2 separate regions of the Sus scrofa genome follow, and region 1 is linked to region 2. Evidence: chromatin contacts called from public Hi-C data. All regions are on one chromosome and are shown on one strand. The core of a region is the stretch at or near the end of the contact, and the rest is flanking DNA. Distances in the headings are between cores, read along the strand shown.

The links. A called contact is a pair of places that touch in the nucleus more often than the background predicts.
Region 1: a Hi-C map of fetal liver shows a contact between it and region 2, with 1.7 times the contacts expected there. The contact joins the promoter of PDE8B here to the promoter of ZBED3 in region 2. A contact is called at or near these places in 2 of 5 promoter capture datasets (fetal liver and liver) and 6 of 47 Hi-C or Micro-C datasets (fetal liver, liver and skeletal muscle).

The regions. Positions count from the first base shown.
Region 1 is chr2:86,005,867-86,012,848 of Sscrofa11.1, forward strand. It overlaps PDE8B (high affinity cAMP-specific and IBMX-insensitive 3',5'-cyclic phosphodiesterase 8B), which reads left to right and starts at 1,324. Exons shown (of 24, transcript XM_021084468.1): 1 at 1,324-2,045; 2 at 2,593-2,807; 3 at 2,918-3,079. The coding sequence starts at 3,035.
Region 2 is chr2:85,952,951-85,960,125 of Sscrofa11.1, forward strand. It overlaps ZBED3 (zinc finger BED domain-containing protein 3), which reads right to left and starts at 5,502. Exons shown (of 2, transcript XM_021084473.1): 1 at 4,363-5,502. The coding sequence starts at 4,367.

The sequences.
Region 1 (6,982 bases), core at 74-2,573, 49 kb after region 2:
TGCCTTGTATCTATAAGGATGCAGGTTCAGTCCCTGTCCCTGCTCAGTGGGTTAAGGATCCTGCGTTGCAGTGAGCTGTGGTGTAGGTTGCAGACACAGCTTGGATCCTGTGCTGCTGTGGCTGTGGCATAGGCTGGCATCTGCAGCTCCAATTCAGCCCCTAGCCTGGGAACTTCCATATGTTGTGAGTGCAGACCTAAAAAAAAAAATATTAAAACATATGAATTTAACAAATATAACATTTTCCAGACATTTAAACATTAACTTACAAACTAATGAATTCTTCTAAAATCATGAGTATCCTATATCTGAATCTTTTACATGCTAACAGGTGCCTTTAAAAGCAGAAACATAGATATGAATCCTCATAGGGATTATAGCACTATTTAAACTTGAACAGTTACAAATTATTTATATATTTAAATCTGTTTCTTCTTTATCACTATGCTTTCTCTTGTGAGTAGTCTTCTTCTGAGGACAGAGTGTCTTTAAAAATACATATTTCCTTATCTCCTGATGATATAATAATTTTGTGAAACTCAAAAGCAAAAAACAGCATCTCTGAGTAGCTCAGGTTGGAAGTATTGCGTTTTGAAATTTCTTACAAACATATAAAACCTTTCCATGTATTTAAAGTTTTGGTGGATCTCAGAAAAGAAAATCATGGACATGGAGAACAGATTGTGGTTGCCAAGGGGGAGGGGGAGGGTGTGGGATGGACTGGGAATTTGGGGCTAATAGATGCAAACTATTGCCTTTAGAATGGATAAGCAGTGACATCCTGCTGTATAACACTGGGAACTATGTCTAGTCACTTATGATGGAGCATGATAATGTGGGAAAAAAAGAATGTGTACATGTATGTGTAACTGGGTCACCTTACTGTACAGTAGAAAATTGACAGAACACTGTAAACCAGCTATAATGGAAAAATAAAAATCATTATAAATAAAAAAATTAAGTTTTAGTGGATCTAATCAATTAAACCTATATAAACACAAGATAATATTTTGTTGCCTGAAAATGGAGTGCTGAGGTAACAAATACCTAAAACAGTGGGGTTGATTTTGGAACTGCTAGAGACCAGAAGAATTTTGAGAAGCCTGATAGAGAATGCCGAAGTTGCCTCTAACAGACTGTTAGTAAACATTCAAACTTGGAAGGTGCTGCCAGTGAGGGCTCGAAAGGAAGTGAGAAATGTGGTACTGGAAACTGGAGGAAGAGGGGTCTTTGTTGGGTAGTAACAGAAAGCTTAGCAAAATTATCTCCTGCAGTAATGCATGAAGCAGAACAAGAAAGTGATGAACTTGTTTATCTAGCTAAGATTTCCAAGCCAAGTGTTGAAGGCACCCCCAGTTTCTTGCCACATAGAGTAAAATGCAAGAGGAGAATTGATACATCGAGGAAAGAACAGTTAAAAAGGAACCAGGACTTGATGATTTTGAAAATTCTCACAGTCTCTCCAATGGGCAAAAAGTGTTAAAAGTAAGAAATGACTTTCAAGCATGTGGCATAGAGATAAGCCCTGGCCTAGGGGGGGAAAAAAAAAAGCCGAGTGGTAATTCTCCAAGGTTGTGTTAAAACCTCAGGAAAATCAGAGGATCAGAAAGGTATTCAGACACACAACTGTTGGGCCCTCTCTAGAGATTAAAAGTATGCCTCCTACAACATCGCAAACAATAAGGCTTTTTGGAAGTCTGACTTGCCCTTTAACCATCTCAATGTCTTTACCCTAGGTAAAGGTGCACCTGTCTCAAAAAGAATGGTGGATGTGGCTTCCGTGTAAGGGAAATTGACAGGAGACCCACAAAGTATTTAAGAAATTTATTTCAGCAAAAGCACTGCCACCTTAAACTGAAAGAAGCAGAATGAGGACAAATGAAGGGAGGCTAGAGCTCCAAAATTCTACTGTCAAGAAGCAGGATGATGAAGTACTCAGCTGCAAGTGTGCTACCTTTCATGAAAAAGATGGCATGACTCAGAGGGCCAAATCGAGAGCTATTGTGGATGATTCCCAGGCCTTGGACTCTAATCAAGGAACTCTGGTAAGAGTTTGCAAGGATTTCAGAAATTCTTTGGATTGAGAACTCCTTTTTACCTTCCATGTACCCTCTTCCCTTTTAAATAGAATGTCTATAAGTATTTTATTATACCTGTTCCTCTATTGTGTATTGAACGGTTAGGAGTCAGACAGCTTGTCTAGTTTTGTAGACTAAGAGTAACTGTACGCAAGGAGCCTCATCCATACCTGGACCTGATTTAGATGATGAGATTCTAGGCTTTGAGCAGAGACTATCATGGTATGAGATTCTTGGGGAAGTTGGGAGGGAGTAAACATCTTTTTCATGTGGGAAAGGCACAGATCATTGGGGACCAGAGGGTACACTGGGATGGACAGACTCTAGGGTAGCCCTTACATTCCCCACCTCCTGGTTTCCACACTTGTGTGATCTCCTTGTGAGTGTGAATGGCACCTGTGCAATGCTTCTAACTAGTAGAATTTGGCAAAGGCAATTGGATATGTGGGTTATGTGTACATGCTTATCTTACATAAGATTGCAATTCGTCTAAGATTGCAGTTTATCTTGCTAGGAGACCCCCTCTCCACTGCTGGCTTTGAAAGAGCACGTTGCTTTGTCATGAGCTACCTATCATACACAGCAAGGAGCCGAAGGCAGCCTCCAGCTGGTAGTCAGCAAGAAAATAAGGTCAAGTCTGACAACCTCTGAGAAACTGAATGCTCCAATAAGCGGTGTGAACTTGGAAGCAGATCTGACCCCCGTCAAACCTTTGAAGTCCATAGACAGGTAAGCAGGAAGAAAGATCATGAGCAGACTAGATCGCATGAACATGAGCCAGGACCCCCCCAAAGACAGACTGAAACTCATATTTGTTCTTGTTGTCTTTGAACTTGCAGACAGGGATGTCCTACAGTAGCTGGAGTCCTTCATCGTGGAGCTAAACCCACACGCTTCACACAGGAATCGGAAAAACTGAAAGCACATCCAAGGAAGTAGACCATTTCCAAGCCCAGATGCTGCTTCTCACCAAGGAGATGAGTCAACAGATCAGCACCAAGGTGGGTCAGCTCCAAATGTCTTATACAGGTACCAAAATAGAACAGCATAGAGACTTATAGAGTCTTAAATATTTCCAAACTCTTAACAAAGTGGGAGCAATTCTCCTATCCATTTCACCTTAAAATCACAGGCCTAATTTGCTCTTTCAAAAGTTCATCGTGGCAGTTAATATCCCTGGGTTGGAGGCAGTGCTAAACCAGTGACAACAGGATTTCATTGATAAATGGCCCAGCCTTCCCATTCTACAGGACATGGAATGTGGGACTATTCTAAGGTGCCTTCTACATGGTTCCTCAGAGCCCCCTACAGGATTGAACCCAATTGAACCACAGCTGTAACCTACTCGTTTGTGGATTTTTCTCTCTTTCCCTCGCTTCTGTTTCCTAAGGTAACTTACCCCCCGCCCCACTTATCTGCATCCAAATCCTACCTCAGGGTCTATTTCCAGAGAAACCTAACAGGCATTATATTTGGTCCCTTGACAAACTGGGAACATGGAACAGCCATCAGGAGAGTGAGGGAGCTGGCAATGACATCATGTAAAAACAATGAAAATAGCCGAGGAAACTAGAAGAGAAAACTTACAGAAATAATTATAGTCATTTAAAAATACCTGGAGGAGTTCCCGTCGTGATGTAGCGGAAACGAATCCCATAGAAACCATGAGGTTGCAGGTTTGATCCCTGGCCTTGTTCAGTGGGTTAAGGATCTGGCATTGCCGTGAGCTGTGGCTTAGGTCGCAGACACAGCTCGGATCTGGCGTTGCTGTGGCTGTGATGTAGGCAGGCAGCTACAGCTCCGATTCGACCCCTAGCCTGGGAACCTCCATATGCTGTGGGTGTGGCCCTAAAAAGACAAAAAGACAACACAAACAAACAAAAAAACCTGGAAAACTCTCATGTGGGAGAGGACCAGGAGAGCCACCAACATTAATTGAGCACTTTCTAGATGCTCATCGTATCAGATTTTACGCAGTGTGCCAACACATATATTCTTATTCCCTCCTTATTACCACCCAGGGAGGTAATTACCATCTCTATCTTTCAAATGAGAGGCTCTGAGAGTTTAAGGAATTTGCCCGAGGTCCGAAGCTAGCAAGTATTTGAACTGAGATTCAAATCCAAACCTACTTGCACCTGAGCTTGTGTCTTCCTGCCGTCCTGTGCATGTTACTCTGAAGGGCGAGCCTGGGGCCAACAGGCAGACATTCTCAGTCTGCAGACTTGTATTTATATGAATGCAGAGCATGGTGGAGATTAGGTGTTCACCAATGCTGTTTTCTCTTCCTGGACGCAGGGGAGCATTTCATGTGCCAGCTTCCTTTACGATTAGATTGAGACTGTATGCCAGGGTTCTGGCAAATGGAAACGTGTGATGCACCTGATATTTTCTCAATCTCTCTCTCTTTCTTGGCTGGCTGAAAGCAGAGAACCCAGTAGAGGATTCTGGGAAGGTCCTGGGAGATAGCAGGCCCACCAGATAAATGGCACAGGGATCCACAGGGCATGGAGTAGGAGAGAGCACCCTATGTGTTGACCACATTGAATGGGACATGAGCAATAAATGAACACTGAGGTCTGGGGACTGTTATACAACTGGCATTCCCTGAGAAGCCAGCAGCCTCCTGTCCCAGGAAGCACTCAAGCAGTGATCAAATGTTCAACTGCCAGAGTTCCCGTCGTGGCGCAGTGGTTAACGAATCCGACTAGGAACCATGAGGTTGCGGGTTCGGTCCCTGCCCTTGCTCAGTGGGTTAACGATTCCTTGCTCAGTGGGTTAACGATTCGGCGTTGCCGTGAGCTGTGGTGTAGGTTGCAGATGCGGCTTGGATCCCGCGTTGCTGTGGCTCTGACGTAGGCGGGTGGCTACAGCTCCGATTTGACCCCTAGCCTGGGAACCTCCATATGCCGCGGGAGCGACCCAAGAAATAGCAAAAAGACAAAAAAAAAAAAAAAAAAGTTCAACTGCCAAGGGTATTGTAAAAAAGATTCCTGGGAGAGTGGCTCAGATGACCTGTAAAAATGGTAGCTCATGTTTATTGAGCTATTATAGATCAGGCATAGGCATGCATTCTCTCATTTCAATCACCATATACTTTATCGTGCTCATTTCTTTCTTTTTTTTATTAAAGTATAGTTGATTTACAATGTTGTGCCAGTTTCTGCTGTATAGCAAAGTGACTCAGATATATATACACATTTCCTTTTTTTGTTACCTTCTATTTCAAGAGATCAGATAATTCCCTGTGCTATACAGTAGGACCTCGTTGCTTACCCATTCTAAATGTAATAGCTTTCGTGTACTAACCCCCAAACTCCTGGTCCATCCCACTGCCTCCCCACTCCCTCTTGACATAGAGTCTGTTCTCTATGTCTGTGAATCTGTTTTTATTCTGTAAATAGGTTCATTTGTGCCATATTTTAGATTCCACATATAAGTGTTATCATATGGTATTTGTCTTTCTCTTTCTTACTTCACTTAGTATGATAACCTCTGGTTGCATCCATGTTGCTGCAAATGTACCATGGTCATTTTATACATGAGGAAAGCAAGGCACAGGAAGGTTTGGTAACTTGCCCAAGGTCACACAGCAAGTAAGAGATAGAACCAGGCACCCTTCTTACCCCTTCCAGGTACCTCTCTCTTAATCACTACTCCCCATCAGCTCTAAAGCTGAAGTTATGGTTTGAAGGCTTGGAGACTGGATCACTGTTGTTCACTTTCCAGCAATTTGTTCTGTTTTGTTTTTATTTTAAAGTTTCAGCCTTTGCTTAAAAATGAAAAGATTTCCCATAGAAATCCTGGATTTTTCCAGTGTCTCGTGAAAATCCAGAAGATTTGGGAACAGCGAATTATAGGACATTATGGCAGCAGGCAATTAGAGCTGAGGAGTGGCACCCCCTTTAGGGGGGCATGAACCTGGTCTCCTCGTTTATGTTACTATCACTCTCCCGGTGCTTTTAATTTAGTGAACCCTGAAGAGTCCCATCCAAAGTTAAGTTCTCCCCAGGCAGTGTCGGGCCTGGGGAGAACTCAACAAGTGTTTGGGAAATGAATGAATAAAAGCAGAGCCTGGATTCCCTCACCTTCTCCCTCTTCTTCTTCCAGCTCTCCTTCCTGTGATTGGGAACCACTGAATCTGAGCCTTTCAGTGGTAACATAGAGAACTAATTTCTCTTCTGTTCCATGAAGCCACGACCCATTAAAGTACCTACAAATGCTGTGCCTGACTCGGGCTCACAGTGACATTTTCTACCTACTGAAAATGTTTGCTTCCATATGATCCGTGTTTGCTCTGAAGAACCAGCCAGGCTGGGGCTGAATGGCCAGGCAGGTTTGTTGGTTCTGTGTTCGGTTAGGTTGTGCACAATAGACCCTTTGTACAGTCTGTATTGCAGGGTGCAGGCAGGCAGGCACGCCTGCTTCCAGCTTCTGAGACTCCCTCACAGCAGAGCTCAAGATGGACAGGCACGATTGAATCCTCCTCGTGTAGCTGCAGACTGCTAGACTTGTGTGTGGGTGCAAAAGCCTTCCACAGGGGATTTTCTAACCCCTTTTCTTCCAGGGTTATTAGCAGAGCTCATTTGGAGGTGTGCAGGTCTGGGGCATGGCCTGGATCAGCAGCTCTGACGCACAGAGCATAAGCTTCAGAAGCCCACTGATCCCCTTAGCGGAGCCCAAGACTGCCTGTCCCCACCCCCACCCTGTCCTCCCAGCCCGGACCTGGGACAGTGCTGCCTTTCTCTGGAGGACTGGTGTCTTGGCATCAGGGAGGAGAAGGGGCACACGAGGGTTCTTCCAGTAGGAAATCTGCCTGTTCCTCCTGGAGATAAAAAAAGGGTCTCTTTCCATAGGCTTTCAGTTCTGAGGCCCCTATTGTGTAGCAGACTGGATTGCCTAAA
Region 2 (7,175 bases), core at 4,252-6,751:
CGAAGAGGTTTGTCAGCCAGAGCTGGAAGGGGAACAGAGAAAAGGGTATGCTCATGCATTCCTAGTGGAGATGTGAAGGCTTTGAGGAAAAGCAATCTGGCAATTTCTGTAAATTAAAAATAGATATAATTAGGGTTCCCACTCCTGGGAATCTATCTTGTAGAACAGTACCAATATCAATAAAGCAATGTATATTGGGGTGTTTTTCATAGTATTATTTAGAATGGCAAAAAACTGGAAACAGGAACACCTATCAGCAGGAGAATGGCTGGGTAAATAATGTATGGCCACCCCAGGGACTATTATGCAGCTGTTAAAAAGGATGGATGGCCACTCTGTCAAGAGGGAATTCTGGAGGAATTGTTTAGGGAGAAAAGCAAGATACAGAAAAGTGTGTATACTATCTCACTCTTATTAAATAATATGTAGATCTGTGTAGAATATATAGATTAAAGATTTTAAATATATGTGAAGAAAAATAAGGACATACTATGGGTTACGGGATTGGCAGCTCATGGGAAAGGAGAAAGGGGAGAGGTAAAGACAAAAAAAATAGGTGCTAAGCATGCACATGATCATGTGTACATGCTAAGGTCGAGTATGTCTATGACAGGGTCTATACATAAAAAATAATTTTATAAAACAGTCCTCAGGCATGTGAGCTCAGGCAGGGCTAGCCAGCCTTTACTCTGGAGACTGGAGGGGACAGTCCCTTGGGGCATAGTGCACTGCCCTCTGGCCCTGGAGGGAATCCAGTGTGTGAGTTTGCTCAGTGTGGGTGGTTCGCTGTGTCCTGCCTGAGCAGGAGATTCTGTATCCACAGCAGAAGGGGAAGCCATGGGAGGGCAGCCCACCTCGCTCCTCTCATCACAGGGCAGGCACTCAGGGGAGGGACCCTGCTTTAGATGAAATGAGCCTGACTTCACATTTCTTAGCCCCAGCTCACCCTGGTCTCTATCTCCCCATCTGTCAAGGGAGATGATAAAATTAGCTGCCCCTAATAAACAGGTGGCCGAAATCAGATAATGCACATGATGTTGCCTTTGGACTCCCCAGTGCTGTAGCAATTCAAGTCTTGAACAAAAGGAAGCTTCCAGTATTTACTATTCACACATGCCCATGTGAAGATCTTAGTGGCTAAAAGGCAGTGCTGTTTTTCTCTTAATCATTCTGTTATTTAGTAGAGCAAGTTTAAGTTGGAGGAATTCTCTTGGGGATTTTCTTTTAAATACAAAAATTGAATAAAAGAGCATCACAGATCAACTTCCCCACCCCCAATCAAATTTATTTTCACTTCCTCAATTGATCTTCAGGCAGAATAGGTTGTTCAGCATCCCTCAGGTAGAAGATGATAGGGAGGCCCACTAGGTAGCTGGAGTCTTGGGATATGCATTTCTTCCCTACCCAGCACTCCCCGCAAAACCAAACATTGATTAACTTCTATGGTTAGCTAAAAAGAAGAAAATGAAAAATAAGAGCTCCCTTAAATTTTTTGTTAAACGAGTTTTAAACTAGCAGAAAGGGCCCAATGCACGTGATTATTTTGCTTACGTCCATGCGCCCCCTCCACTTTTTCATTCAAGTGCTCCTTGTATACCTACTCAGGGCCATGTCCCTGCTTGCCGCCCAGGATGCCAAGAGGATGGTGAGGGGAGCTGCTTCAAGCAATAATTCTGACACCCAAGGTAAAGGTCAGAGCAGGGTTTACTCAAGAGGAAGGGGAGGGGTGGGCTTAAGACACACCTGCTTAAGCATCCTTTCCCTCCCCCACTTTGCTCAGGGTACAGAATTCACTAAACCACGTCCCCAGTAGTGCTGACTCTGATAAAGAAGGTTCCAGTTCTCTGGTTGTAAAACTAGGCTTCCAAGCTCATATTTTAAATAACATTTCTTGAGGCTAAATAAGAGTACTGCTAGCATGAAATTAATTTAACAGTGGAACTTTCTGGAGTCCAATTGTAGGGGGAAAAGCTGGGGGAAAAAGAGTAGAGTTATTTCATGGAAGGGGAGAGAGGGCTATTGATGGTCCGAGGCCTCTGAATTCTCCTAGGGTGAGTTTTGCTCTAATAGCCGTTATCTGGAAGGTATGATAGGAAGTCTAAGCTGGTGGAAGATAAGACATTCCCATTAATTCCCTCCGCATTTGAAGTTCTCTGAAGAAGTTTTATTCTTCTAATAACATTAAGGCCCAGATTGCTCGGTATGGTCTCCCTGAATACCAATATAGAGAATAAAGGAAGAGATCAGAACCTGGATGGATAATCCGTGTAAAGTTGGGTGTATACACTCAATGGAAACCATCTACAAAAGTTAATTTTATTATTTTACACTTAGCCTGGTACACACACTAAACATCAGGCAGGCCAAAGGCCAAAGAACGAGGCAGTGTAATTAAGAGAAAATAACAGATGAACTAAAACTCTATTTGGCCTTCCACAGCCAAGGCTACTCACTTTATTTTGGATTAATCCAGCAGAGTCATAAACATAAATACAGGTAGGTAGAGCCTGGCTGGATCTTAGGTGAGAAATGCATTCTAAAGCGAAATCCACGCAGACTTGTGTGAAAAGCTCTAAAAATATTTTTATCCACTAGTAACTTTAATCAAAACAATATAATAATTAAAACAAATAATTAGCTTTGACAACTGAGGTCTTAAGGAAACCACAGTTCATCCGTTATGTGTCTATCTCTATTGAAATACTAATTTACTGCTTTGTATTAATCTATTTATAGACAGATCCAGACAATTAGAAAAATTAGCCTGGAATCACCAGGCTAACCAGGCTGAAGCCTTAGATGAAGTACAAATGCTCCCAAACTGTAAAGTATGGATACCTCAGTTAGGGGATAAAGCGTTTAGTGTGAACAAGTGTGGGAAAATGTTACATACGGATATAAAAAATGTACTGGACCCATAGCTAATTATCTGGTAGTCAGAGATGTTCCGTAAATGTCATAGGCCAAATTTTTAGATATATCTACCATTAACTAAAAGGCTGAAAAATACTTTCTGTTAATGCATTTTTTAAAATGAAAATTGTGAAGCAAGCATTCTGCCCTACATTGGACCTTTATTTCAGGCCTACATTACTTTATTTAGTATAGATGTTCCTAAAATGGAGGGTGTTGATCCATTTTAATCTTATAAAATGCATAGAATTCATATTAATGAATCAGATTTAAAGCTGCCCTACTTTGAAGGCCTTTGTAACACAAAGATTTTTTAATTAAGGATTACCTGGTTTGGGGAGTTCCCCTTGTGGCTCAGTGGAAATGAATCTGACTAGCACCCATGAGGACGCATGTTCAATTCCTGGCCTTGGTCAGTGGGTTGAGGCTCTGGCGTTGCCGGTGAAATGTGGCGTAGTTCGCAGATGCAGCTTGGATTTGGCATTGCTATTGCTGTGGCTGCGGTGTAGGCCAGTACCTACAGCTCCGGTTGGACCCCTAGCCTGGGAACCTCCATATGCTGGGGGTGCGGCCCTAAAAAGACAAAAAAAAAAAAAAAAAAAAGGAATTACCTGGTTTTGGCTCTTGGCTTTGTCATGTATTCCTGTATATGTTTTATTGTTAGTTGCCTCAAGTTATTTTTGACCCAAAAGAATATATAATTACATTAATGAAAAGTGTAGAAAATGATTAATTATGTCAATTTATTAAGCTATTTCTACAACAGTTTCTCTTGAACACTCACTCTATCTTTGTAGTTTGATTAGAGGTTCCCCATAGAACCTCCTTTCTTTCAAGGAGGGGAAAATAACTTTGGTAAACTTGGGACCTTTGGTTAGTGTAAGAGATGATAGCAAACTGCTCCAGTGTGTTCCAAAAGGATCAGACAGTCCTTTGTTTGAGCACTGTGGGTTGAGGGTGGAGTAGGGGTCTTTGTTTGAGCATTTGGCTTGCATTTGGTTTCTCCCTAAAGTGGGAAACATTAAGAACGTATCAATTAGAGAAAGGGCACCCAACCACTGGCCCAGTTAAAAGGACTAGCTGCAATGAGGCAACTTTAATAAAGGGCGAGCACACGCTTTTCGATATTCCTGAATAACTTTTTTGCGGGGAGACTGTGGAGAAGGAGAAAAAAACGAGATGCAGAAAGAACCTGAACGGGGCCTGAAACCTGGGTCCAAGTGCATCTTCTACAAGAACCACCATCTGGCCACCGCGGAGGGCACCCCGGCACCCGGTGCACGAGCAAGCCCGTGCTTCTGCGGCCCCCGAGCCCAGGCTTACTTTGCTGCCCCCAGACCCGGAGAAGCCTCCCGCCCCCATCCCGCCGCGACCCCGACCTGGCCTCCGGGAGCCCCCAGCCTCCCCGTGGGCACGTGCCGCCTCGAGTCTCTCGCAGCCCACACTCACCCCATCACCCCCGAAGCGGGAGGTGGGCTGGGAGTCTGGGATCGCCGATCCCCTCCAGGATCCTCGCAGACATTTTGTCCTGTGCGGAAACCTCCGCCGTGTCCCCCTTAAAGACACAGCGCTCCATTCCTGCTTCTGGGGTGGGAAGGAGGGCCGGTAACATGTGACCTGCCCTTGAAAGGGCTGGCACTCACTCCCAAACGATCCAGGTCCACAAGCCACAGCCTTGTGTTTGCCAAGGTTTAAAAATGACGCAGTAGCTTAGTGATTTTTTTTTAATGGAATTACTGTTTTATATCTTTCTGTTAACCTTGCAAGACCCAGATTCCCAGGCTTGAGTCTCTGAGTGTAGTTTGCATCCTTTCAGGTTCAAGGTGTGTGATGGCACAAGTTAGGAGAAATCTCCTGAACCAAGGTCTGGAGAGATAAAGGTAGGGTTCATTGGTGTTCACTAAAACTTAGCAACACTGGCATGGTGTATCAGCCAGCTTTTGAAGGGTTATGCTGAGGTAACAAACAACCCGCACAACTCAGTGATTTCTAAAAGCAAAGGTTCATTTCTCAAGCAAATTACATCTTACAGCTGCAGGCAGCTTTGGCTCCACTCACCCGCTGTCCTGGATTTCAAGCTGCAGCTTGCAAGATCAACTTTTTAGGGACACTCCCTCGTCGTATGCTGCAAGCATTTTTGAGGGAAGAGGAGTCCTGTTTTGTAGTGTTTGCCGTTTCTATGATGTACATACTCTCACCCTGGAGAATTTCAAGCTACTTAGAGTTTAACAAGTGGCTTGCCAAGTTTCCGGAAATGTAACAATCAGCTCTTATAAACCACTGGCATATGCTTCTCTTAAAACTGAAACCAGCCCTCATTCTGCATGCCTCAATTCTGCTCAGGTTCTGTTGACCAGAGCAAGTCCCATGACAGAGCGGTCTTCGAGGCCAGAAAGTCTATTCCTCTTAGAAGGAAGCCTCGCCAGTCAAATGACAACAGGCAGAGCCTGTGTAATCCCTTTTTAAAAAGGAAAGTATGAAGAGTAACTATTATTGGTTATTACTTTTCTTCTCTCCCAAAAGATGTCCATACTTACAGCTGTGGACATCTGATGAAAAGAAAATTACCTAGTGTAAATGAATCAGATTAAAGCTACCTCTTATTCTTGGTTTAATTCATAAACAGAGTTTTAAAGTTTATTGAACCTGACAGTTCTTTTAGCAAGAGTCTTTAATCACTTTGAGTACCTTAATCCATTTGACCTTAAACTGACCATGTAATGAGACATATATTGTTTTCATTAGTTCTAGTTAGTGCTGCTTGTGGGCAAAGCACTATCCTTAACATGAGTAAGAGTCTTAATTCGAGGCCATGCCTGCCCTCAAGAAAATTGCACTCCAGTGAGACAGTAAGACCAATGCACCTCCAGGAAGAAAGTGAAAAATGTTATAAGAGGAAACCTTCAAGTGCTAAACTAAACTGAAAACAGCCACATCTTCTTAAAAGTAGCAGCATTTAACCTAAAAAGGGTATTGGACGCCTGGAATTATGTTCATTATGCTCACAAGATGTGTTTTGGATTTATTTTTCAAGTCCAGAGAAAAAGATGCTGTCTCTTCTCTGTTTAATTCAATGCTTGAACTTTTTTTTATAATCTGAAATCTCTTTCTTGTAGTTTTAAATTAAAATTTAAATCAAATTAGAAAATATCCTAAAATATCTTATAACTCTTCTTCTTCGGCCCACATTTGTTGTTCAAATTTCAGCAAGAAAAACACACTTCAGTCCTTGTTTTGGTAGTAGCAGTTCCCTTGTAATCATGAATTTAACAATAAATAAATAAGAGGATCTCATTTCTGTCCCCAGCCCTGGAAGTTGACAAAGTATAAGGACCTGTATTTAGCTGATAATGCAGGATGTTTTCTCTTCAGATTCTTGCCAGAAGAATCTAGCCTTGAAATCTGCTGTCTACTCCTTGGCAAAAACCCAGTTTGAGAAAATTATTTGGGGATTGCCTTAAAGACATGAAATTATAGAGCAGTGTACTTGAATCACTCTCTTTTGGTACGTCCTTCCTGTATGTGCTTTGAGGCTGTAGTTTTCTTTTTCTGGGTTGTTTTTGTCTGGTTGGCCCTCAGAGTAATATAGCCTTGTAAAATGAGTTGGGAGTATTCCTTCCTCTTCTCTTTTTTGGGAGAGTTTGTGAATAACTGGTATTAATTCTCCTTTAAAGGCTTGGTGGAATTCAACAAGGAAGGAATTTGGCCTGAGATTTTTTTTTTTTTATGGATAGTTTTTCACATTACTTTGTGAAAAACATTAGTTTTTCACTAATGCAAACTCTTCATTGGTTATAGTTTTGTTTTGTTTTTTAATGGGTAGTTTTTCAGATTACTAATGCAGTGTCTTCATTGGTTATAGATCTATTCAGATTGCCCTGTTCCTGCTTGAAACAGTTTGGCAGATTGTATCTTTTTAGGAATTTGTCTGTTTTATCCAAGTCATCCAATGTGTTGATGTACAGTTTTGCATAGTGCTCCACTTAAAAAAATTTTTTTTTTTTAGTATTCGTTTTTTTTATTTCTGTAAGCTTGGTAGTAATGTCTCTTCTTTCCCTTCTTGTTCTTCTTAGTGCTTTTAATGTGCTTTCCCTTGGGGTTATGCCGTCTGCCTTCAGTGAGGGACTCTAGGGCATAGCTGCATAAAATTCATTCTCAGGTCCAGTGTCATAGTGCCATTGACTACAGTTGTCCACTATATCCCAGTGTTTTTTCTGTAGGACCCAGAGAGAAGACCTTCCTTTGATCTCTCATGTCATGAA